Regions from separate parts of the Mus musculus genome. Here region 1 is linked to region 2. Evidence: chromatin contacts called from public Hi-C data. All regions are on one chromosome and are shown on one strand. Each heading gives the region's core, a stretch centred on a gene start, on an enhancer-like site or on the middle of the called end of the contact. The rest is flanking DNA. Distances are from core to core; before and after follow the strand shown. Region 1 holds the start of Eif3h (eukaryotic translation initiation factor 3, subunit H). Region 2 holds the start of Eny2 (ENY2 transcription and export complex 2 subunit).

Evidence for each region. Hi-C and Micro-C count contacts between places; a contact is called where the count stands out from the background.
Region 1: a Hi-C map of pre-B cells shows a contact between it and region 2, with 5 times the contacts expected there. The contact joins the promoter of Eif3h here to the promoter of Eny2 in region 2. A contact is called at or near these places in 1 of 39 promoter capture datasets (pre-B cells) and 3 of 484 Hi-C or Micro-C datasets (CD4 T cells, pre-B cells and regulatory T cells).

The regions. Positions count from the first base shown.
Region 1 is chr15:51,861,799-51,867,143 of GRCm38.p6, reverse strand. Eif3h (eukaryotic translation initiation factor 3, subunit H) reads left to right here and starts at 1,683. Exons shown (of 8, transcript NM_080635.1): 1 at 1,683-1,818. The coding sequence starts at 1,687.
Region 2 is chr15:44,425,139-44,430,289 of GRCm38.p6, reverse strand. Eny2 (ENY2 transcription and export complex 2 subunit) reads right to left here and starts at 2,179. Exons shown (of 5, transcript NM_175009.3): 1 at 2,048-2,179; 2 at 654-730. The coding sequence starts at 2,053. It overlaps Nudcd1 (NudC domain containing 1), which reads left to right and starts at 1,983. Exons shown (of 10, transcript NM_001113554.1): 1 at 1,983-2,628. The coding sequence starts at 2,514.

The DNA of each region.
Region 1 (5,345 bases), core at 434-2,933, 7.4 Mb before region 2:
GTGGTTCTGGCTGTCCTGGAACTTGCCCTGGATCAGGCTGAGTTTAAACTCCTAGATATTTGCCTGCCATTATCTCCCCAGTGCTGGGATTAAAGGCAAGTGCCACTACCTAACTGGCACAATTTTTAAAACAATTTACCTTTTTTTGTTTTTTGTTTTTTTGTTTTTTGAGACAGGGTTTCTCTGTGTAGCCCTGGCTGTCCTGGCACTCTGTAGACCAGGCTGGCCTCGAACTCAGAAATCCACCTGCCTCTGCCTCCCAAGTGTTGGGATTAAAGGCATGCACCACCACGCACGGCTTAAAATAATTTAAACATTTATATTTGAGTACTTTGGTGCTGAACTCTGGGTCTTTACTTCGGCTGGCTCGTCTAATACAGATCTGGTGATGGAAAGGTAGCTAGTAGGGACTTCTCTGAAGGGACTCTAGCCAGCCCAAGCACTGCAGGCATCGATCTGTTAGGCCTTGCCCTTCTCCCCCCATTCCCTCCATCAAACCAAACCAACAGATTGCATTCCTAAAGCTAGCCAACAAGGTCCATTCCCTTATTTGGCCACTTCCTCCTCCTGTGGATGACTACCAAAGTCCAGCTATCAAAGGAAGTCCAGCACTCAGCACCTCCCTTGGCTCACCTAATTAACATACCCAATTAAAATTAAGCACTTCATCCTAATATGGGTTTTCCCCTTCACCTTTACAAGCTGCCATTGTCACATTTGTGTCCCTGCTTTCCAGAGGCAGTGTCCTGTCAAACTATGTATGTTGTAGGATTAGCTAGTGGATATTTTTTCTTTATAAATACCACACAGTTTTAACTCCCACTTAATTCTTTTGAGAGTTTTATTTCTGCTTTTTAACACCCTGCTACTGCTTTCTAGTGTAACTCTTCTATGATGCACCTTTGATACTTTGTGGAGATTTTCTCTGTGAGCCAGGATGCTAATATTCCTTCTAGACTTGTAGAAGTGGACATTGAATCATTGAATCATTAGTAACATTTTAATCCTTGCTGTCAGATTGATGCATAACAAACCCCAAATAATAGCAACAACAAAAATTAAAGGTTAGCATACAATATTTTCTGCCACAGTGTGACCATTTCATTACTTTTGAATAAGGAGTAGGGAAAAAGTCACTCTAAAGCAGAGAATTATTACAATGGCTTCCTACAACAGATGTAGTGTTTTCCAGTCACGATAATATGTATTTCAGAGCTCATGTCATAGGTCAGCATTATTCGTAGAGTCTGCATTCTGAATACTTACCATGACATCAACTTCCACACTACAACACTACAGAAAAGAACTTCTGAGTATTTTACCCAGGTAAATCTTTCATTTTAGAGACTGATCAAAGTTAACCATGTTTTAGACATTTTCTGTATATTCTGAGTGGGTGTAGAATAATGGCTCTTGCTTCTAAGCTCTTTCTCTGTAGTCAGAGTGACCCTAATCAATTACTGTGGGTTGAGCAGTACGGGCCAAACTCCGCGCGTGCGCAGAGGATTCCCACAATCTCAGGGAGGGTTGGGGGAGGGAGAAACACCACCGAGGAGGCGGGGCCCTGCCCAGCCTGCTTCCAGACACCGCCCCCCCCACCCCCAAAGCCTTAACATAGCGTCACGGAGCCTCGTAGTTCCGCTTCCGGCGCCTCACGCTTCTCTTTCTTCCTGTCTGGCTGGAAACATGGCGTCGCGCAAGGAAGGCACCGGCTCTACCGCCACCTCCTCCGGTTCTGCTGGCGGCGCGGTGGGGAAGGGCAAAGGCAAAGGCGGCTCCGGAGATTCGGCCGTGAAGCAGGTGCAGATCGACGGCCTGGTGAGTGCGGGTTGCGGCCACAGGCCCACGTGTGAGGCTGATCCCTGCCGGGCGCGCTTCCTGCCGCCTTCCCCAGGCGCGGGCTGACCGCGCTCTCCCCTCGGCGCCCTTCTCCTTCATCTTCACTTTTGCTCGAAAGACACCGCAGCCTTCCCTGTTTTCCGACGAGAGACCTGAGTGCTGAGAAACGGGGCCGGAATGGGGGTATGGGACAGCTTGGCGTGGTCTGGCTTTTAGAGGCTCAGGAGAGGAGGGGTTACAACCGAATGACAGTTGTGATGGGAAGGATTTAGGGTTCTGTTTGGGGCTCTAGGGAGAGGAGTGAGGGGAAAGGAAACACCTTGGCTTCCCGGAGGGGCGTTTGCCAAGTGCATTCTCAATAGATTTACTGTGTTAGCGTGTGTTAACTTTACCTGGGCTTGCAGAACTGGGGTAAAACTCTTAGGCAGAGTTCAGCGTGAACCCAAGAAGCCATAGGACACAGCCGTAAGTTTATTTCTGCATAAGATCCATGACTTAGAGTATCTGGGGAAGCTCGGGGGAAGGTAGTGGATGGAAGAGAAAATATGCGAATCTAGAAATGAGGTGGGGTTCTAAGCTTTAGGAACCTTCCTCCTGAAGGTTGTGGTGGCACATGTCTTTACCCTGAGCACAGGTGAGGCCCAGGCAGGCAGAGCTCCACGAGTTTGAGGTCATTTGGCACCGAGATCTTGTCTCAAAAAGAAAACCACAGAGAAAAGAAAAAGGTCATCGTCGTCGTCTTCTTCTTCTCCCTTCTTTCTCCTCCTCCTTCTTTTCTTCTTTTTTCTTTTTTCCCCAAAGCACCCTTTTCTCTCAAACCAGTTTTTAGGTATTATCCATTAGGTATTTTCTAAAGACTTTTTTTTTTTTTTTTTTTTTTTTTCGAGACAGGGTTTCTCTGTGTAGCCCTGGCTGTCCTGGAACTCACTTCGTAGACCAGGCTGGCCTCGAACTCAGAAATCTGCCTGCCTCTGCCTCCCAAGTGCTAGGATTAAAGGCGTGCGCCACCATGCCCGGCTAAAGACTCTTGTAATAGGGATTTTTTAATTTATGTGAAAATTGTGATTGCAGCAGGCAGTGTTTAAGTGGAAATTATTAGTAATTTCACTTTGGACTATAGTTTAGTTAGATTGTCATGAGGCTTTTTTGTGTTTGTTGTTTAATATAACCTGATGTTTATAGACTTAGTCTCTGTGGCCCTAAGAAGTTGGCCTTAACCAGCTTTAGTTACCTCATGTGTTCAGATGGGATTGAGAAGTAGTTAGGCATTGGTGTATCGTTTGGATTATGTGAAAACCTGTATGTGGTGAGCATGGGAGACTGTAAGCTGTGCTTGTTACTGACTGTAATACCTGTGGATGTCAGAGTTTGAAAGATGCAGGGAAGAGCTTAAGTTTAGAAAGCTTTATGCCTCCAGTTAAGTATCACTTGCATAGTACTGTGAAAAAGAAATGTTAGGTTGTTTACTTAGCTGACAGTTTCAGCTTTCAATGGCTTTTTGAGGCAGGTGCCTTTTAGGAATAAATAATACATGTTTAAAGATCGCAAATTAGTTGGTGGGTGGACTTGTAAAGTATCATTTCAACACTTGGAAAGTATTTTAAGTCATAACTTATGTCTTAACTGCATTTTTGTATAATTTGAAACCACTCTTTGAATTACTTGGCTTCTAGAGTTGTAAAAGTCAACAGGTAGGTGTTATAAATCTGCCTGGTAGATGTAATTACAAGTATGTATTTATTTTAGGACTGGGTTTGGACATGGTGGTCCACACCTGTAATCCCAACACTTGGGAAGGTACAGCAGGATTCTGGGGAGTTGTCCAGCAGCCTGGGCTACGTAGTGGGACTGACTGTCAAACACGACACAGTAGAACATACTTTTAGGGCAGTCTTGTAACTGCCGAGCTGTCTCAACAGGAACAGTGTCAGGGTGCCTTAAGATTGCAGCAGGTGGGAACAGACAGGGCCATTTGAGTTCAACCGGCAGGCAGTGGGCCTAGGAAAGTCAAGACACTTATTCTTAGTTCTGGATTCATGGCTCACTGTTTTCTTTTATCTGGGGACTGATTATTGCTCTTCCTAAGAGATTGTGTTAGAAGTTTGGGTGTTGATAGTTTACTATGAAGATACACTTTTCAGTGACAAAAATACTCATGTCTTCACTCAAAAGGGCCTCTTGATTATCAGGGGTCCTGACAAATCATATTGTGACTCAGAAGCTTATGAGTGACCCTGATGAGTTATAAAAAGGGACACTCAGATGGTTAAGTGCCTTTACTTAGTGAGCCATCATGCTGACCCTTAGTTCAAATCTTGGTATTTCCTTTAAAGATATCTTAATTTTTTTTTTCTCATTCATTTAATTTAAAACCTCGAGTCCTAAATCCTTTTATTAGATGCTTTCAGTGAATTCAAGATCCATCAAGGTGTAGTTTTTGCTTACATGTTCTTGGTTTGTGTTGAGTTTTTTTTTTTTTTTTTTCCTCTTCCCAGTTCTTTCTTCACTTTGTCCAGAATGTTCACCTTTGGCCAGTTAGCCATTCCCTGACTAGGTTTGTCTTTTTTTTTTTTTTTTTTTTTTGTCTATGGCATTCCACTTTTTCTCCTTGTCATGTATATTATTGCCACATGTGGCTTAATAGAGCTACGATTTTCATCTATAGTTTAATTTGAATCTGTATGCCTCAGATATGTTCTTGATTCATTTAGAATTCATGGGTTATCCTTTCTGTTATTTGTTTTTGTTTTTGTTTTTGTTTTTGTTTTTGTTTTTGTTTTTGTGGCAGGGTTTCTCTGTAGTTTTGGCTGACCTAGAACTAAGTATGTAGACCAGGCTGGCCTTGAACTTTGAACATTCCGCCTGCCTCTGCCTCTCCTACCATGCCCAACCCAGCAGCTATGGATTACCTATCTTTAGTTATACTAGCCCTTCCATGTGCTGACAGTCTTGGTGAGTAGTGTAGACACATTCCATTCCTACCACCATGACTATGCTTAGCAATACATAGGCATGGATGAACCCAGATATTCATTTCATACTGATTATGTTTGCTTCTGGCATATTACTAGTGGCTACAACCAGTTAGTATTATCTCTGGGAATATAAGCTCTTGATTCATATTGGAGGATAGTTTTTAAGAATACCTTGTATTTATTTTTATAATCAATGTATTCAATTTTACAATCAATATAATCAATAAATTCATGAAATTTAGATGCCTTGAGTAGTTTATCTTCCTAGTTGGTTTTTTGCTGTTGGGTTTAATCTGCTTCTTACCTCTTGGATTTCTAACTTCATTCTGTGAATGAAAGACCATTTAAAGAGTCTTACTAGAATCATTTCTAACCTTTTAGAGTAAGTGTATCTGAATGAAGATTAAGAATGCAGTTTGATAGACTGCTTAGATTGTCTTTCCCTCCGCCAAGGCACGATGTTACTGCTTGTAGTATTAATGTTTTGTAGTAGAAGAAAAAGCTTGTGGGAGTAACTCCAGCTTCTGCGTG
Region 2 (5,151 bases), core at 930-3,429:
TCAAACACCTCCAGGTAAAATGGAAGCAACTCCACAGTTCCTGACATTCCTTTGTACACTTGATTACCCTGCTCTGAGAGCCATTCTGTTTGTTTCTCAGCCCTTTCTTTAAACGTTTGCTCCTTAAATTAGGTTTTGAGCATAGCATTATACAATGGGAATACAAAGGTATCTCTGTCATGGAGGGTGGATCACACTGAAGACCATAAGCTAATGGAGTAGGGAGTGGATACAAGAGCTGGAATTTGAAGATACATAGCTGAGTATTTAAATAAGAGGAACAAGAAAGTCCTTCAGAAAATAGTAACAGCACATGCTGCCCCAGAGTTAAGGGCCTGAGGTAATTAAACACAGTTCTATAATAAAACCTGGGTAATATTCTCCAGCTGTAGATATTTGTGTCTTTGCGGTCTCTTTTCCACTTTGTTAAAAATGCCTTAGCAGTGTCACTGATTGCTTATCTTTGTATATGACACTTCCGAATCTGGTAATGCTGATTCAAACTATTACAGATGTTAAGAATAGAAACTCTGATAAGCTTTACTTTTCTGTAATTCTTTCCAGGTATGTTTTGGCCCTTGACACTTGAAATTCCTCCAATATAATTATTAAAGATGGTAAAACCTACTTTATTGATACAATTTATTACTCACCGTTCTCTTTCTCCAGTTTCTATTAACTTTTGGTTAATCGCTGCTCTCATCTGCGCATCTTTGTTCATCTTGCTAACCTGGACATCAACATGCATTTTGAGATACATAATATTTAGAAAAGTGTTTCCTTCTAAGACCTCTCTAGACAATCATCCTAATACATTGAACATTATAATAAGGAAAGGATGATAATTTTAAGTACCTTACATGGTATTATTATTCTTAGTACTATTTCCTGTATCCCAATTCCCTTCCCTCATAAGCTCTTTATTGTTTATTTTCTTTGTCTTTTTAAAAAGGGAATAACTACTATTATAATACCATTAAGCACTTATGTACCTAAAACTGAGAATATTTAACCCCCAAATTTGCTCTAATGACACAATTCCATTTTACAGATGAGAACACTGAGGCACAGAGACAGAATGTGAAGTCAGGTACTTGGAGTCCCACCTTATTTAATTGTACACTAATATCTGACTGGCGTTCATTTCTGCATCTTAACTGCATTCAATTTCTGGGTAAGCCATAGCATGCACACTAATAAAAGATACGACTATGAAAAATGAAATAAGACTATGTGCTTGCTTTACCCAATAAACTTCACGGAGAATTACAACTGCTACCCTAGCTTTGGATTTCATATCCTTATTTCTGAAGGGTAAGTAAGAAAACGAATTTCAAACTAGTCTTTGAGAAATTCTTCATTTTCAATAAAAAACAGACAACCAATGCCAAAATAGGTGTAGGGGAAAAAAAAAAAAAGCAAGGTTAACTTTTGAGCGCATTTTTGCCATTTAAAAGTCAGGTTTAAGTTAATGTTTTCCTACTTAGTGTGAATCTTCTTTTGTAATTCTCCGTCTTGTCTGTATGGAAATTCAGACTACAAAGAATTTTCAGAGTTGGGCTGCGCAAGAAGCAGGTGAACAGAGGGTTAATAACTAGGCAACGCTTTACTTCTGTAGTTGGGGCTTAACATTTCCAAATTAACTGCAAAAGTTTAGACAGTGTCATAGCAAGAACAGCAAAACTTCGTCTCGTCTTGGCCCCTAAAATCACGGATAGTGACCTTGGGCAAGTCACTTAATGCCTAAAGGCCTCAGTTTTCTCACTGGTAAAACCAGGGCGCTAGGGACTCCCTCCCGGTTCTGACATTCTTTAGGAAAATGCAACACGGCGCAGACAGCTGGAGAGGCGGGAGGGGAGGAGCCAGAAAACAAAGCGGGGACTGGCTCCCGGCCAACTCCAGCAGCACGCCCTGTCGGAGAGCCCTACAGGCCCGCGAGCGAGCGAGCGAGCGAGCGCGGGTCGGGGAAGCTAACGAAAGACAGCACATCGAAAGGAGCCTGGGCTGGGCCCGGGTCCCGGCCCTGAGGACCACGGGCATAGCTCACCACCATCACCGCGGGCGAGGGCCGTCCCTTCCCAGCGACGAAATGACCCTTGCGCTGACGACCGTTACCTACCACACTCTTCGGCTGCCCGGACTTAGACCCTCAGTAGCTCGGGCACCTAAGCACACAGAAAGCTAGACCACGCATTTCCGGGGCGGGATCTGGCCACCCTGCCTATAATGTGAGAATTCAACTAGCGCGGGCCGCCTTCTGGTCGCTCGGCCCTCTGGGTAAGGAAGTCCAGAGTCTGTTAGCTGACGTGGGTTCAGGGATCAAAAAACTACATTTCCCAGCATTGCAACAGAACCAAATTTCTCATGGACACTACACTTCCCAGAAGAGACGTGGCGCCGCAGAGTCGTCTGGGATGGGAACCACGCCGTTTCCCAGCCTCAGTTCCAGGAGTGAAGCGCGGACCTTTCAACAAGAGCTTTATTGATTCTCTTGCTGGGATCGGGGGAACGCGATGGAGGCGGCCAATTGCTCTCTGCGGGTGAAAAGACCTCTGCTGGATCCCCGCTTCGAGGGCTACAAGCTGTCTCTCGAACCGCTGCCCTGCTACCAGCTGGAGCTTGATGCAGGTGGGATCGGCGGCACCCTCTCGCACCCGGTTCCTTCTTGTTGAGGCTGCCATTGGCGCAACCCTCTGTCACTCCGGCTAGCCAGCCACCTCCTGCCGGTCTGCACCTAGAGCGGCCGTCCACGCGGGGACCCGAGGATGCCCCCTTTCCTTCCGCGCCTTAGCCGCGGCACTGTGGGCTGGCCTAGGCGTCCGCAGCTCAGGCTCGGATGTTCTCCGCCCATACATCTCTGGCTCCTGCTCTGAAGGTTCAAGTTGTCCTTCCTTCCCAAACCTTACCTTTAGTAAACGTGTTCGCTGAGAAGCCACACCTCCTTGGAAAGTCCCCAACTCCCTTTTTCCTTCTGACGCAGAATCATTTCTTGGGAGAGAAAAATTTCCACATTCAGTTAGCAGTTTCAAATACTCGGGTCCTGGATCATGCTACAATTTATTGAGGGCAAGTGATTTAGTGCGCTTACTGTTGCTTGCTGCTACTACTTATTTATCTGTAACTTCCTAGAGGCTATTCTCCTTTTTACAACCATAGGAATTGTAGTTTTGTTAGGGAAAGTGTCCAGGGATTTGTGTTTTTAAATACATGTCTCTGCAGATTCTTATTTTGATACAAGTTTTCCATAGGTTGTACTTTGAGAAATAGTGATCTAGAGGTGTTAGTCGACGTTTGAGTATCAAGCGTTACTTATGTATGTATCTATGTATCTTTTCTCTAGATTGTATCTAGATTGTAGGGAGTCTATTCTTGACTGTCCTGGCACTTGCTTTGTAGCCCAGGCTGGCCCAGAACTCACAGATAACCAGCTGCCTCTGTGCTGGGATTAAAGACATAAACAAGTAGACCAACAAATGCTTGGGTTTTTTGTTTGTTTGTTTGTTTGTTTGTTTTTAAAGTTTCTTAAGTGTAAAAGTAATTGTTGTGGGCCTGTTTTGTGATTCATCGAGATGATTACGTGATTGGTATAATCATGAGTACCTAATAAATCATAATCCATTCACTAATAAACATCTAATTACAGTATGGGCAAGTAGTGAGAGGAACGTGAGCAAATGTAATGGTCTAACTGAGTATGTTTTCTCAACTTGTTTGGAGACCTGGGAAAACTTCCGGTAGGAGTTGATGAGGGACTTGAGTTGTGAAGGAAAACAGGTAGCTGTTGGCTGGTATAAGAGGAGAGGTGCTTCCTTCTTTTTGTTCTTTCTCTTGGACGTTTTTTGTTGCTTTTCTTTCTGTGTCAATAAATGATCCGGCCATGTTTAGTTAGCCAATTGATTGGAAACAAAATTCGAAGGAACAAAACCTAATGGCTCAAGCCAGCAGGTTCTCCTCACTGCTCATTCAGTTACGAGTTGGCAGAGGCAGTTCTAGTCAGCTTGATTTGTCTAGATCACTTGCCAGATGATCTTGACTTGAGTCTTCCATATGGCTGGTCACCTTTCAACAGGCTAGCACAGGCTGTTTGCGGAAGTTAAGTCACGGTGTACATGCTGTTCCAGTGGCTGTCGACACATTTCCACTTGTTCCATTGGGCAAAGCAAATTAAATAATCAAGTGAAGAATTGCTGTTGGAAGACCCTAGCAGAGGGTGGAGATCTAGAGCGCTAAAAGTTGGGACAGTGAAAGTCTAGGAAATTATATTACTCTCTGTTAATGTGAAATCAAGGTACTAAACAGGTATAATGCCCAAGTTTCCTTGTGCCCTTGTGTAACTCTCTCTGCTGGCACCCACAGTCAGGAAATGAGAATGCTTACTCTCAACCTGATTTCTCTTTATTCAGTAGTGCTGCCCCCATTAAGATCTAGGTAATCTCTCATAGGTTTGCCCAGAGGCTTATCTATAAGATGATTTGGGATGGAGCTGGTTAGATGGCTCAGCAGGTAAGAGCACCCGACTGCTCTTACCTTGCTCTTACCTGCTCTTGAGTTCAAATCCCAGCAACCACATGGTGGCTTACAACTATCCCTAATGAGATCTGACTCCCTCTTCTGGAGTGTCGGAAGACAGCTACAGTGACTTACATATAATAAATAAATAAATCTTAAAAAAAAAAAGATGATTTGGGATCCTATGAAGTTGACAACCAAGATTAGAGCTGTCCATTTTTCTGCAAATCTCATTTTCTTTACAGCTGAATATAATGCATTTCATATACGTGCATCTGTGTAGCTTTCCTTTATTCAGTCATCTATTGATAAACATCTAGATTGATTCTGTTTCCTAGCTTTTGGGAAGAGAGCAGTAATGAATGTGAGTGTGCAGGGATCTCAGTGGTAGGATAGAGAATTCTTTGAGTATATGCCCAAAAGTATAGCTGTAGGGTCATAAGCTTTGGAGAAACCTCCATATAGATCTCCATAATGGCTATAAGTAGTTTAAATTTCCACTAGCCATAAAACGGGATCATCGGTGTGCGCTATCCTCTCATTTCTTATGGATGACACTGAATCTCAAAGTAGGTTTAATTTGCTTTTTTCCTGATTGCTAAGGATGTGAAACACTTTGATGTGTAGTGATGTGTGTTTTAG